Linked DNA regions of Zea mays: region 1 is linked to region 2. A link is a contact called in public Hi-C data. All regions are on one chromosome and are shown on one strand. Each heading gives the region's core, a stretch centred on a gene start, on an enhancer-like site or on the middle of the called end of the contact. The rest is flanking DNA. Distances are from core to core; before and after follow the strand shown.

Region 1 (6,262 bases), core at 2,511-5,010, 550 kb before region 2:
TAAATGTAATTGAGGTTGGACCAATAATCGCAGAATGAAAGTCGCGTGGTTGAAGTTCGGATATTTATGTGCTCTATTGAAATAATGTCTGGTGAATGTGATGGTTCAAGTGGTCTTGTAAGAGACTCATCCCACATATGTGTTGAATAAATAATGTTTCACTATGTAATATATCTCGCAAATGACATGATTTAAAATATGCAATTAAAAAATTCGGAAGATTCGTCATTAGATCCTAGGACTCATGTTTTGAATTATAAATATGCAACATATAAATCTCATACTGAATAATACATTCCTGATGAATGAACACTCTCTTATGTAGAGAATATCTCCTAGATGAGATTATAGTTCCTTCATGGAACCTTTTCAGAAGAAATAAAGTCTGTGTTAAACACCAAAGTTTGATAATCCCTATAAAAGGATAAAGACTCATATAGACCCGAAAAGGAATAAAACGAGGAACCAAAGGACCTGAAGTTTGCTTTGATAAACACATGTGCATGTCACGAGTTTTTACCGAGTGCATGTACACTTGTGTATTCCACCATATATGGAATTGTGGTTTCCTTAAAAGCCCTGATGGCAGAAACCTAGAAGGTTTAAGTGTTACTGACAAAATATTCTCATTGTGCCAGAATGATAGACTATAACAATGTATCTGATCGATGAAGAATCCCTGATGGATTATGATCCTTGATGGACTTATGTTACACCATCATATAAGTTATAATGAATGTACACCTGGAGCGATGAGTCATATCTAAAATATGTATTATTACAACTGTATTATCCCTTAAATTCTCTAGAAGGACACATTTATTTGCTTTGTACAACTATGTATACATTACGGTGTAAGAAGATAGAAAATAATAGCACCCCAACCTCATCCATCCTCATTACTTCAGATGAATACACGTACATAACTTGAAGAATATGCTTGAATTATGAGGGATAATGACTTTGACAGATGTCATCATCAAGGGAGTGAATGTTTATATTGATCACAATTGTGAGACAATGAATGTCATATTCTATGCTCCGAATGCGTCAACTTGATGATCAATACGTGAACTTTATGGAAGTTTCTATCAAATATGTAGATCCAGTCGATCGAACACCACACGTCAAAGTGGCTTATTTATATTGATACGTGAATTTACCTCGTGTATCCTAGAAGTGAGTTAAGGTGAGGTTCCTGATATAATCCTTGCAACAATATGCAATTCGTTTGCTAAATCTCTATATGCATATGCTTCCAGAAGGATATGTTTTGTCATATTGAGACATTTTTGCAAAGATCAGGGGAACACATTTCTAAAGTTAGCCCTTGTAGAAGATTCGATGCAGTCCAGATCCAGAAGATTGAAATTTGTCCTCATGACAGTTGTTGTACTCTTTTTATCCTTGGTGAGTTTCCCTGAAGTTTTCTCACATAAGGTTTCTAATGAGGCAACAAAGTGCAAATGCATTTTGCGTCACCATGTACTCTTTCTCCATATTTTTCCACTAGGTTTCTGAGAGTTTTAACGAGGCATGTGTTGGTCGCGCTATTTGCTCAAGGGAGAGTGTTATGTAACCCTAGTTAGAGTTATGTGGGCAAATACCGACTTTGCCCTTGAGGGGTCTTACGTCTTTATATAAAGAATCTTGTATCCCTCCCATAATATAGAAAACATAAAGAGGCCAGAGACCCAACCCTACATCGTGTCTAATGTGTTTAATCTGTCGTGCTCCTATAAAGGGAAACGAGATCTACAACTTCTCAACACCTAATCTGATGACGGAAGGAAAAAGAGTGGATCTGGTGATCCGTGGTAACATAGTTTTCAATAATCATTATTTAAAAACCGAACTTAAAAAACGAACGAAAAATTTCGGAGCGGGAGAGGCGGCATTTGCGAGATAGGGACGGGTGGGCGGCGGGCCACGGACCGGCGGTGCTTGAAGGATAGTGAGGCGGGAAAGAGATAGTTGTCTATGGCTGAATGGATAAGGTTATGAAAGATGGATGGGCAGATTCATGTCATTATGTGATCCAAACAGGGTTCTATGGAGCGGGTATGGAGAGTGCTCCCCCGTCCGCGGACCCAACAGACCCGACAGGGGAAGATTCATCTTCGTTAAGCTCTCTGTGGGGCTGTGCCTCCATACTCGTCAAAAATTCCTTGCGGGGAGACCCACCCATTGACATTTGTACACGCAAACGATGCAACTTTGAGGAAAGAGCGGTCCTCGCTATCAAATGATGATTTACAAAATCTAGCTGTTGCGACCGCTGAAGCTGTAATTTATAAAGATAAAATGCTACTGGAATAGAAACGTTTCGGATTAAAGCTAACCAAACAGCAAGAGTGGCACACCATACAAGAATATCTTTTTGTCTTTCACGACTTGACTTGCAAGTGGCAAACAGCGGTTGCTCCACTTGATTTGGTGTGTCGCCGCCGTGAGTTCAGCGTGGGCCCCTTGCAGCAACGGCCAACGCCAGCTCATCCAGCCCCACCGGCGAGCAGCCCAGGATGGCACGGCCCAGCGGCTGGGCCTGCACAGCTGGTGCGCAGGGCACCCAGTCCCACCGGGCCACGGCGATGGCGTTCCCCTCCTCCCACAGCTCGTAGAGCACCGCGCCGTTCGCCGGCTCGGCCGCATTGTACACGTACCCGCCCGCGGCGTTGCCGCACACCCCGATCGACAACGTCATGTCGTCCAGTTCCTCTTCGTCGTCGTCGTCATCAGTGTCGTCACGACGAAACAGCCTCTCGGACAGCTCCGGCGGCATCGCATCGCTGGATGCGGAGGGGCTCTGTTCCAGAGTGTCGCCGTCCACCTCCCATGCCTGGACGACGACCGTGCACTCTGCCTCCTTGTCTGCCCGCTTAGCCCCGAACAGAAGGAGGCGGTCCTCGGCGCCGGCGCGGCCGGGCGCGACGCCCCACGTGGTAACGGCGGCGTCGGGGCCGAGACGACGGGTGGGGCCCCACCGCCGGTTCGCCGGGTCGAACCAGCTCGCCCACCCGGTGGTCCTCTCCACGAGGTACACCCGCTGGTCCGTGGCGGCCGTGGAGAGCCACGTCGCGGCGGCTGAGTCCCTGAGCGCGTCCGGCATCGGATCGCAGGCGGTCCACCCGCCATCCTCGTGGACCTCGACCGCGGCGGCGTTGCCGCCCTCGGCCAGCGCCAGCCGGCACGCGCCGCCGAGCGCGACGACGCGGTCGCCCACCGCGGCCAACACCGGGTCGATGCGCCACACGCCGGGGGCATCCAACGCGACGCATCCGGCCGTGCCGAGCGGATCGGCCGCGACGGCGAGCCCCGAGAGCGAGAGCGCGCAGACGCGGTCCCCGCGCGCGCCGCGCAGGAGGCGGACGTGCGACGGCGTGGCGTGGCGCGGCGCCGGCACGGCGAGCCAGGCGCCCGAGCACGGGTCGTACGCCGCGGCGCACCGGAGGCCCCCGCGGCCCTGGAGGTGCACGACGAGCCAGGGCAGCCGCAGCGGGCGGCGGCGCAGCGCGGCGCGCACCGCGCGGAGCCACTCCCGCGAGACCCGCGCCGCGGCGGCGAGGTCGGCCACCGGCACCCGCTCCACCACGGACTCGAGCACGTCGCCGTAGAGGTACATCGCCGCGAGCGACGCGCCGTCGGGCACGCACGTCTCCTGGTGGCACCGGTGCTTCGGATGGTGAGCTCGAGCGCTGACGCCCATTCCTTTCCCCCGCAAGGATTCGCTAGGAGACAGCTCACAAGTGGGCTGTGTTGCTGTGATGATCTGATCTGATGGCCAAGGATAAATAGAGCGGAGTGGGGCCGTGGGGGTGGGAGTGGGCCGGCGGGGGCGCCAGCTTTGGAAAACCACGAGCGGTGCCGGTGCCGCGTGCCGCCGGGGTCAATGAAATGGAAATGGTGATAGTGTAGTACAGAGATAGGGTGGGCAGGGCATGGCGGCAGGGGCAAAGCTGTCGAGATGTGCGAGGGGCCAAATAAGCAGACATCGCTAGTCCGTTCGAACAAAAGCGACGTAAGGCTTATCGTTTTACTACGTATATAGAATTCTCAAATGGAGCGGAGCCTTCGGCACGGTTTGTTTCGGCTTCTGCTAGCTCTGCGGACTGCTAAACGTTCAACTTTTCAGCTAACTTCTATAAAATTCGTTGAGGCAAAAATTATCCAAAATCAACATAAACACATAATCGGTTGAGTCGTTGTAATAGTAGAAATTCATCAATTTCTAAATCCTGGACCCTATGAATAATTTTATCTTACTCCACACGTAATCGTAATGATACTTAGATTCTCCCCACAACCAGATTTTCAGAAAAGCTGGTCAGAAAAAAGCTTAACCAAACAGACCCTTGGATCGTTCGTCCGCAGCGAGCTCTAGAGCATCTCCAACAGAACCCAAAAATTAATCTCCCCGTACAAGAGAATAAGGATCTCCCAATATCTCTTAATTTCATTCTATGGGTACCGTCTCCAAAAGATCCCAAGATTTTCTCAAAATTTAAATCCATAAAGGCTCACAAATGATGTATGTAGCTGCCATCTCAAACCTCTCTATGCTGCCCCCAAACGTTGTGCGGACGTCGTCGTGCATGCACAAGAATCCTGTCGTAAAGATCAACGGTGGATTTCGGAGTGGCGGCCGCGGACAGAAACCAATGCTGACGATGGCTTGTTGACTTGGTGAACACGCGAACTCGCTTGTGGCTTCGACACAGGCTGGCGCCAAATGCTGAAACAGACGCAGGAACAACGTACGAGGCTCTATAGGGAGCTCGGGCGACGGCGAAGTTTTGCGCCATATACATGGATTTATTCGCCTGCGGTGGTTTAGGGATGCTTGAAAGGGTACTGTTGGGATCATTTTTTTTCTTTTTATCCTAAAATAAGGATCAGGATGGGTTTTTGGGCTCTCTTAGAGATGCTCTTAGACCGGAAATTATAAAACTAATAGTTAGCCAATAAAAATTAGTTGTTAGGTTTTAAACATCGTCAGCTAATACCGTAATTAATTATTAGCTACTTCATAGCTAACAATTAATTTATTAGTTGACTCAACTTAACTAATAATTTATTAAAGCATCTCAAGAAGTCCCTAAACCAATCACAAAACTGTTTTTAGCGAGAGAAAAAAAAAATCACATTTTAAGCTCTCCGACAGCTCCTTCTTCTTCTCCCCCATATTATCCCTGCCCCGTATCCGCTAGCTGCCGTCTCGCAAATTTGAGCGTCGCCACTCGCCAATCCCACCCTAATCGCCTCAGCACGCGTGCAGTTATTGGCTTCTCGCCTAATGCACCAGCTCACGGACGCGAGGAACCGCCCCAATTAGTGTTCGTTGTAGGCCACGCTAGGTTTTTCAAAAAATATTTCTTTTTAAGTTTTTTAACAACAACCCTAATAAAGCATTTTGGGGAATAAATTTGTAGTGTTCTTTTAGGTAGTATTTGGTTCCGGAGCCACTTGGATAGAACGGCTTTGTCCCTAGAGGAACGGGTCCGTCCGAGAGATTATAAGGAGCCAAATGGTTCAACGTTTGAGCATAATTTTTCATTTTTAAAACCACTCCATCCTATATGAAACCAATCTAAACAACAACAAAATGAGAACAGAGCGGCTCCATTCCACCATACTCGAGAACCAAACGCTACCTTAGAGTTGCTCTTAGATGACTAATTATGAGCTCTATGGGTCCCAAACATAGCCTTAAAAACGTTCATCGCTTAGGATCTAGGTTTTGATTGATAATTTATATAGTAGTATAGTATGAATAATATTAGAGATAATGAACTGCATCGTCGAACTCCTAGTGACGATGGCTATGAGGGAGATCAAGAGGGACAATGTCATAGTTACTGAGGCCTATAATAAAAAGGTGAATATAAAAGGAGCACGGGCAGCAACAACTAGAGGTGTGCACGCGCAGTGACACCCCCTTGATGTGCGTGTAACGACGAGGCCCTCCTACCTCCAACTATTCTTTGAGCTCCTACGAGCCGGACGCTGCTGCGACAGCGTGGATCGTCCGACGAGGACCTCCTTCAATCCGGCGGCTTTGGGGCATCCTCCTCCGACGACCTCATCTGATCCATGTGTTATGCATTCCATGATATTTTTATGCTGGCCACTGCAATTTTTATTCATTCCATTTGAGGATTTTATGATGATTAATATATCGTCTCTCTCGTGGCTTTGATATTTCTACGAGAATAACATTTACGCTATATCTGCCATTATTTTACGCGCAAACTTAATAATTTTT
Region 2 (6,658 bases), core at 47-2,546:
GCCCCGGCGTCGACGCCACCGGCGGCAGTAGTAAGGGCCCCGTCGCACTGGAGCTGGCCAAAGCACGCCCCGAGGAAGGCCTCGTCCACCATGTCGAGCCGACCGCATCCAGCAGCCTGGCGCGACAAGTACTCGTCAACATGGTGGCCGGCGCCGGCCCAGCAGCCAAAGGTAGCGTCCATCGCCGCCGCGCGCCGCCGCCGCCGATGCAACAAGGAAGGAACCAGCAGGAACGGAAGCTGAACCGCCGAAACGACTGGCGCAGGGATTCTGGGAGGACGCACGTACGCTGCACGAAAGAGGAAGCTTTTGGAGCTTTAGACGAATCCTTGGCCATACGTAGGAAATCAACACTAGCGGCATCCATCTACGTCGGAGAGGGAATCCAAATCGGGCTGTGGAATGAACGTCAGGAAACAGTCACACACGGCCATGGCATTGATGGACGGACAAGGACGCGGGGGAAGGAGATGTGTCGAACCGCATAACTACAACTGTATACATGCCTTCTTTTTTTTCTTCCTCCACACCAAACAATGAGACTGGAGTAAATACATATATATGCTTAATGTGAGCTAGAGGCCCTCTTCTTAATTTTATGATAAGCAAATGTTTTTTTTATACTGTTCAAGTAGTTAAATTCTTCCAGCCGGCCGGGCGGACCGGACGGGATGATTGGATTCGGATGCATGAAATCACGTACGTGTGCTAATTATGGAGCAGGATCTGTTGTGTGCTCATACCTTCCCTATCAATCACACGATGATTGATGGCTAACGATGGGACAACAACAACCCGCCTCTCGGCCGCTTAATTCGCTTCGCTTCGCCGTCGGCCGGAGCGCGCGCGCCGCCCCTGCAAAGCGCTGAGCCGCCGACGGCCGGCCGGTGGAGATGAGCTCTCGCCCGCCCTGTGTCCAACGACGACATTGGGCATGAGTTAGTATGCTGGAATAATACTACTAGTCTAGCTAGCACGCCACCACCACAGAGACTGCAGATCGAGGCGTGTGCAGTAGGCATAGTACCTGCAGCTAGCAGCAGTGTCTTCGCTCAGCTGATGAGCTATACGATTGCGGCCTGATGACTGATTGACCAATCAATCAGAGCAATCGGTTCCGGCCGGCGTGGCCTGCAGGCTTGGCGGAAGCGCTAGCTAGCCTTCGCTGGTTCGAGTTGGCTTATGCGAGAGCGGACAGCGGGAGGAGGAAGAGGAGAAGAAGCGGGGGTGGAGACGACACACACAGCGCACCGATCATATGCGTGTGTGGGATATGGTCCTCCTGTTGATGGCCGCATCCGCATATGGGGACGGGGTTCTTTTATAGATGCACATAGCTATGCCTGTTTCGGCATTTCCCTGCCTACTTATTAACTGCCTCTCTGTTTCTTTTTTTTTTGCAAAATAAAAAAAAATAAAAAAAGAGATAGAATAGATCTTCCTTTGGGAAAAAGATGGTGCGGCACTGTGTTCAGTTGGGGAAGATGACGCCGAGTGGGCGGCACATGAACATGCGTCCGTCTACAGCTGACGCGCTCTCATAAATACTTGCCCAAAATCTATACTAGTCCTTTTTGTATCTATCTATCTATCTATCTAGCTAGTAGCTAGCTGCTAAGCGATATATACGCGCGCCACTGTTACGTGCTACACGTGTCCAGAGCTAGCTATAGATTCTGTTAACACAAAGAATGTTCAAAATTCTTTTGTTTCTCTAAAGCCTAAACTAGAACAGCTAGCCTGCTCATCGTCCATGTCACATGAATGAAGAACTATATAGATCGGCAATGATAAGTACTATTATATTTTACGAAAAAAAAAGATCTTGACAGAGTAGTAGTATGTATCAGCAGCTAGCGTGTATGCACTCCGAAGTTCGCGAGTACAGAATACAAAGGGGCACGAGATTTTTCACGGGAAAAAGGTTTCCACAGCTTTCTCTGGCTGCGATCTGTGGGGGGCTCTGCGAGCAGCTTTGTTCGCCTTTGGCACCGCAGCGGGCAGAAGAGGGGGCGTAAAGATTAATTGACGGCTGCAGTAACTTTCTGGTCGCCCTAGCTCCTCTGTAGTTTTTTTTCCTTCTTCCTTTTTTTGCCCATTTTCTGAGAGGAACAAGGCCACGAGCAGAGGCGACGGCGAGCAGCAGGTATCCTGTGCTCGCTTCACGATTTCACATGCATGCTTGCATTTGGTGCTGCTCGTGCCCCTGCCTCCCTCTTGCGCTGATGCATCGCATGGATGGAAGTTTGTAGCTTCGTAATTCTGGACGTGCAAGCATGCATGATCCCCTCCCCTTGCTGCGGCCCAGGCAACCCAGCGTGTAGTTACTGTCTCTGAAACAGTTTTTTTTAAGTATTGGAATAGGCTTATTTTGAAAAAAATCTAGCTTTTCTCTCTTCTAATAAAATATAAAACAATATGTTTTAAGCTAGGTCGTATCGGATCGGAGCTGGCCTAATGACATGTTCACTGCACGTCTGCGTCTCTGCGCCGGTGTACGTACCCGGCAGAAGAGGCAGCAACAAAGCAACACAGTTTCACTGAAAATAATGGACGACTGCATCAACAGTCGGCGTGAAAACTTTTTTCTTCAGAGTACTGGTCAGATCCGAGTGCAGAGCCGCAAGAGGACAAGGAAGAGCTACAGCAGGCTGCTGCTGCTGATGATGAAGTGGACGCTAATTGAATTTCCTTAACAGCGCGATTCTTCATGGTTTAATGCTGCACATATACTGCATTAGTCTGTTCCCCGCACCGCACCGCACCGCTGGTTCAAATAAGATAGGAGGCCATAGGGGTGGATATCGAGCCAGCTCGGCTCGGCTCGACCGAGCTCGAACCGAGCTCGAGCTGGCTCGTTAAGGAAACGAGCTGGCTCGGCTCGGCTCGTTAAGCAACCGAGCCAGAGAACCAGCTCGGCTCGGCTCGTTTGCGAGCTCGAGCTGGCTCGTTTAGCTCGCGAGCCAGAACAAAAAATATTATACATGTATATATACAACAATATAATCAATTGCTAGTTAATTTCATACTAATTTAACACTAGAAAAGACTAACAATACTCATAATTTTATATATCACATCATTTAAACCCTAAACTAACATAGTTCATCACTTATTAATTCATCCAATACAAGTATAGGCTTTGTTTTACAGATAAATTCTAGCTCATTCGAGCTAACGAGCTGGCTCGAGCTCGTGTCGAGCTGGCTCGTTAACGAACCGAGCTGAGATGCTAGCTCAGCTCGTGATAAAAGTGAAACGAGCCGAGTCGAGCCGAGCCGAGCTGGCCACGAGTCGAGCGAGCTCACGAGCCACGAGTATTTTGCCCAGCCCTAGGAGGCCACGCCAGACCTGCGTGTGCTTGATAGGATGATGGGCCGGGACATCAGGAACACATCGATGATAATAATAGGAAACCCGATTTTTACAAGGCTATAGCTAGACTTTATTAGTAATTACAGAAATTGTTTACACAAGGGGTGCCATGCCACAGCCTTATCATGATTAAATGACGCATGTTTTTTGGGTTTTTTTTATCAAGGAAACATTTTTATTAATAACCAATGGACAATAATATACATCAACACTATCGTAGAAAGGGCCATATGTACCGGTTGGCGCGAGAATACAGTACCGAATTTTCAACCGGTACTCTACATCCAAGACCAAAGACCCGCAGTTTTAGTACCAAACCAGTTACACATACCGACACGGCGACACTAAACATGACAATTTAGTACCGGTTTCTGGTTAGAACCGTTACTAAAAGTCCAATCTTTTGTACCATCAGTTCTTTGCTAGAACCGGTAATAAAGATTTAAATTTAGTACCAGTTATTGACAAGAATCAGTACTAAAGTTAGACTTATAGTAAGGGTTATATAAAAGAAGAACTTGTACTAAAGAAGAGACCTTGCTTTAATAACGGTTTTAAACAAGAACCGGTAATAAAGACGAGTTGTTAGAGCATCTCCAAAAGCTCCCCAGAAGTCTCCCCTAAATCTATTTTTTTGGGGAAAACACAAAAACATGTCTCCAACAGTTACCCTAAAGCGCCACCAATTTTTTCATAGCCCTTAAAACTCCCTCATTTGTAGCTACAAATGAGGGGTTTTTTTGGGCTCCCCAGAAACAAACTGATGCTTTAAGGGATCTGTTGGAGAAAGGATTAAAATTTACCCCCACTTATTATTTAGATGTCCCTTAAAACTGATTTTGAGGAGTCGTTTTATGGAGAGCTCTGGGACATGCTCAGTGCCTGTTATTTTGCTCGAACCGGTGCTAGCGTGTCCAGGGACGTTATAGTCTCTTTCTCTCTCCCTGACCTCTTTAAACGATTGATGCATATATAGTCTTGGTTTCAACTTCTGGCCTCTGTTAAACGATTGAATGACGCATGTGACGACGGTGCACCACTGCCGAGCGGCCGGCCGGAGCAGCGTTTGCGAAGAAGAAGGTTTTGTCGTCGTCTAGGCCGGCCGGTGCTGCAGCTAGCCGCGCGCTGATAGACGATGATGATGAGCGGTCAGCACCGGCTCTGTCTCGATCGCAGATCGATCGGCACCTGTTTGCGCGGTGTGTTCTGCTGATCTCTCTTTCCCACCTAATGGAGACACGTTTGGATCACGATCGTGCCACCAGACGCCACTAGTGAGGTTCTTTTATGAGAAACCACCGATGAGCTGAGCTAGCTACCTGTGTGTCTACGTGTGCGATGTCGCCCGCAGCCCACAGTAAAGGGACGACAAACCAGCGCGCTAGCTAGCCTACTAGCTGCTGGTTATAGATTTTCATGCACATGGCGCTTAGGCTCTCGTACCCGGGCAGCACTGCAGCAGACCTACTCTACTCTAGTTTATATATAGTACTGCTGTATGAAAGGAAAAGTACGCTTGGGAGAGTAAAAGAATTCGTGCTGGGGCGCTGCTGACATGATCGAGACCGACCTGCATATCTTGTTTTTTTTAGGGGGAATGTCCTGAGAAAGTAACATTGTTTAATGGCAAGAAGTAACTCAACTTGCTCCAAGCATATGTGTTCATTTAATCATTTGTAATGGAGTTCTAATGTAGGCGCACACTGTGTGTCTTGTTAGGTTGGGAGGCACATGACTGCCTTTATTTGTCTTCATCTGGTTAAACATATACTCCTTCCGTTTATTTTTATTAGTCGCTGGATAGTGTAATTTTGCACTATCCAGCGACTAATAAAAAGAAACGGAAGGAGTACCATGCATCTCGTCATACGCTTTTATCTGTTCTGCAGGGATTTGGATATATCAAATACCTGTTCTTTTTTGTGGGAACTTGTATAGTTCTGATTGGACGTCGTCGTTGAAGAGAGACAAAGTGTTCTGCAGGTAGAACCACTTTAATTATGTCGCCACACTCGATCGTATGCAAAAGAAAGAATACAATAATAATAGTATGTGCTTGAAACCATCAAATTAATGATACGCATACACCAGTATTTCAATTCCGTGATTAGACCTTTCATCGTATCCCGTGGTGCTTATCTTGTTTTCATTTCCGTAGGTAGATAGATCCATGCATTTGCTGCAAAACACTTTGCCATACATTTAATCATCAATAACGTGCAATCAGGTCCTTATGATTAAATATATAATAGAACACACCAGCCAGCTGTGAGCAGTGCCCGGCCTCCTCACATGCATGGACTGCTCGAAGCTCTGAGCACGCCAGCAGCTCTAACGACAAGTCTGACGAGCGAGCAAATGCGCGCGGCACTGTCGTCGTGTCTATACCTGCAGACGTGCTGTAGTTTTCTTTGATATATGTATAAAAAAAAAGAGGTGTAAGCAGAAGGGAAAGAAAAGAAATTCAGTGAGAGTTGGTTAATAAATATCCTCTCCCTGAATAAAGTCGACGTGAGCAAATCGCATTTGTAGTAACTAACAGAGATGTAGGTCCAACCACCCGTGCTCTCTCTCGGCATCGACCGGCTGCGCCATTTTTTCTCGTTTAGTTTCTGCAAGTGGCCGGCGCCTCCGTCAGCGTCGAGGAGGGAGGGCCTGCGTCATTGCATACTCTACCACGGCTCTCGCGTCTTGGGGTTGAGGCTGGGACGACGGAAGGCCGGAACCAGATCGAGCTGAATGAAGGCCCTCTCCTCAATCGTCATCATCTGCTTCCGCTAGAAAAAAAAACCCTCTCTAGTCCTTTGGCAACATGGTAGCAGAGCACCTTGAGGAGAATTATGTTTTCTGTTCCGAGTATTGACTTGAAACTGGTTTACGTGAGCAGACCAACAGCTGCTTTTGGCTTATGTTACGTAAGTAAGATATTATAGGCTGAACTGTCCGCTAGCATTGGACAATTGGATCAACCAAACAAACACTGTTTAGACAAATTAAATAACTAAGTACTACACTTAACTATATACTTAAGGGGGTCCTATTACTTTGAGGGGCGTAGGTGACCGCTCGGCTCGACCTCCTCAGTTACGGCCCTGCACACACGAATCACAACAGAATAGTAGAAATGTTATTCCCAACTTTAACTAATGGTGCGCTTGGTTGGACATACAAGAAAGGATTGAAGGGAGCGACCATATTTTCTATAGAGTCACGTGGGGGCGAGGTGAACACCGGAGCAATTTTTAGTGGCGCCGTAATCCCAAAAAACGAGGGGACCGTGTCG

The links. Hi-C and Micro-C count contacts between places; a contact is called where the count stands out from the background.
Region 1: a contact with region 2 is called in a Hi-C map of leaf, with 2.6 times the contacts expected there. The contact joins the promoter of LOC100275866 here to the promoter of LOC103651274 in region 2. A contact is called at or near these places in 3 of 25 Hi-C or Micro-C datasets (bundle sheath and leaf).

Annotation. Positions count from the first base shown.
Region 1 is chr3:210,350,505-210,356,766 of Zm-B73-REFERENCE-NAM-5.0, reverse strand. LOC100275866 (F-box/kelch-repeat protein) reads right to left here and starts at 3,760. Exons shown (of 1, transcript NM_001149835.2): 1 at 2,272-3,760. The coding sequence starts at 3,706. The coding sequence ends at 2,456.
Region 2 is chr3:209,798,033-209,804,690 of Zm-B73-REFERENCE-NAM-5.0, reverse strand. LOC103651274 (transcription factor LATE FLOWERING) reads right to left here and starts at 1,296. Exons shown (of 3, transcript XM_008676899.4): 1 at 1,028-1,296; 2 at 744-910; 3 at 1-306. The coding sequence starts at 182.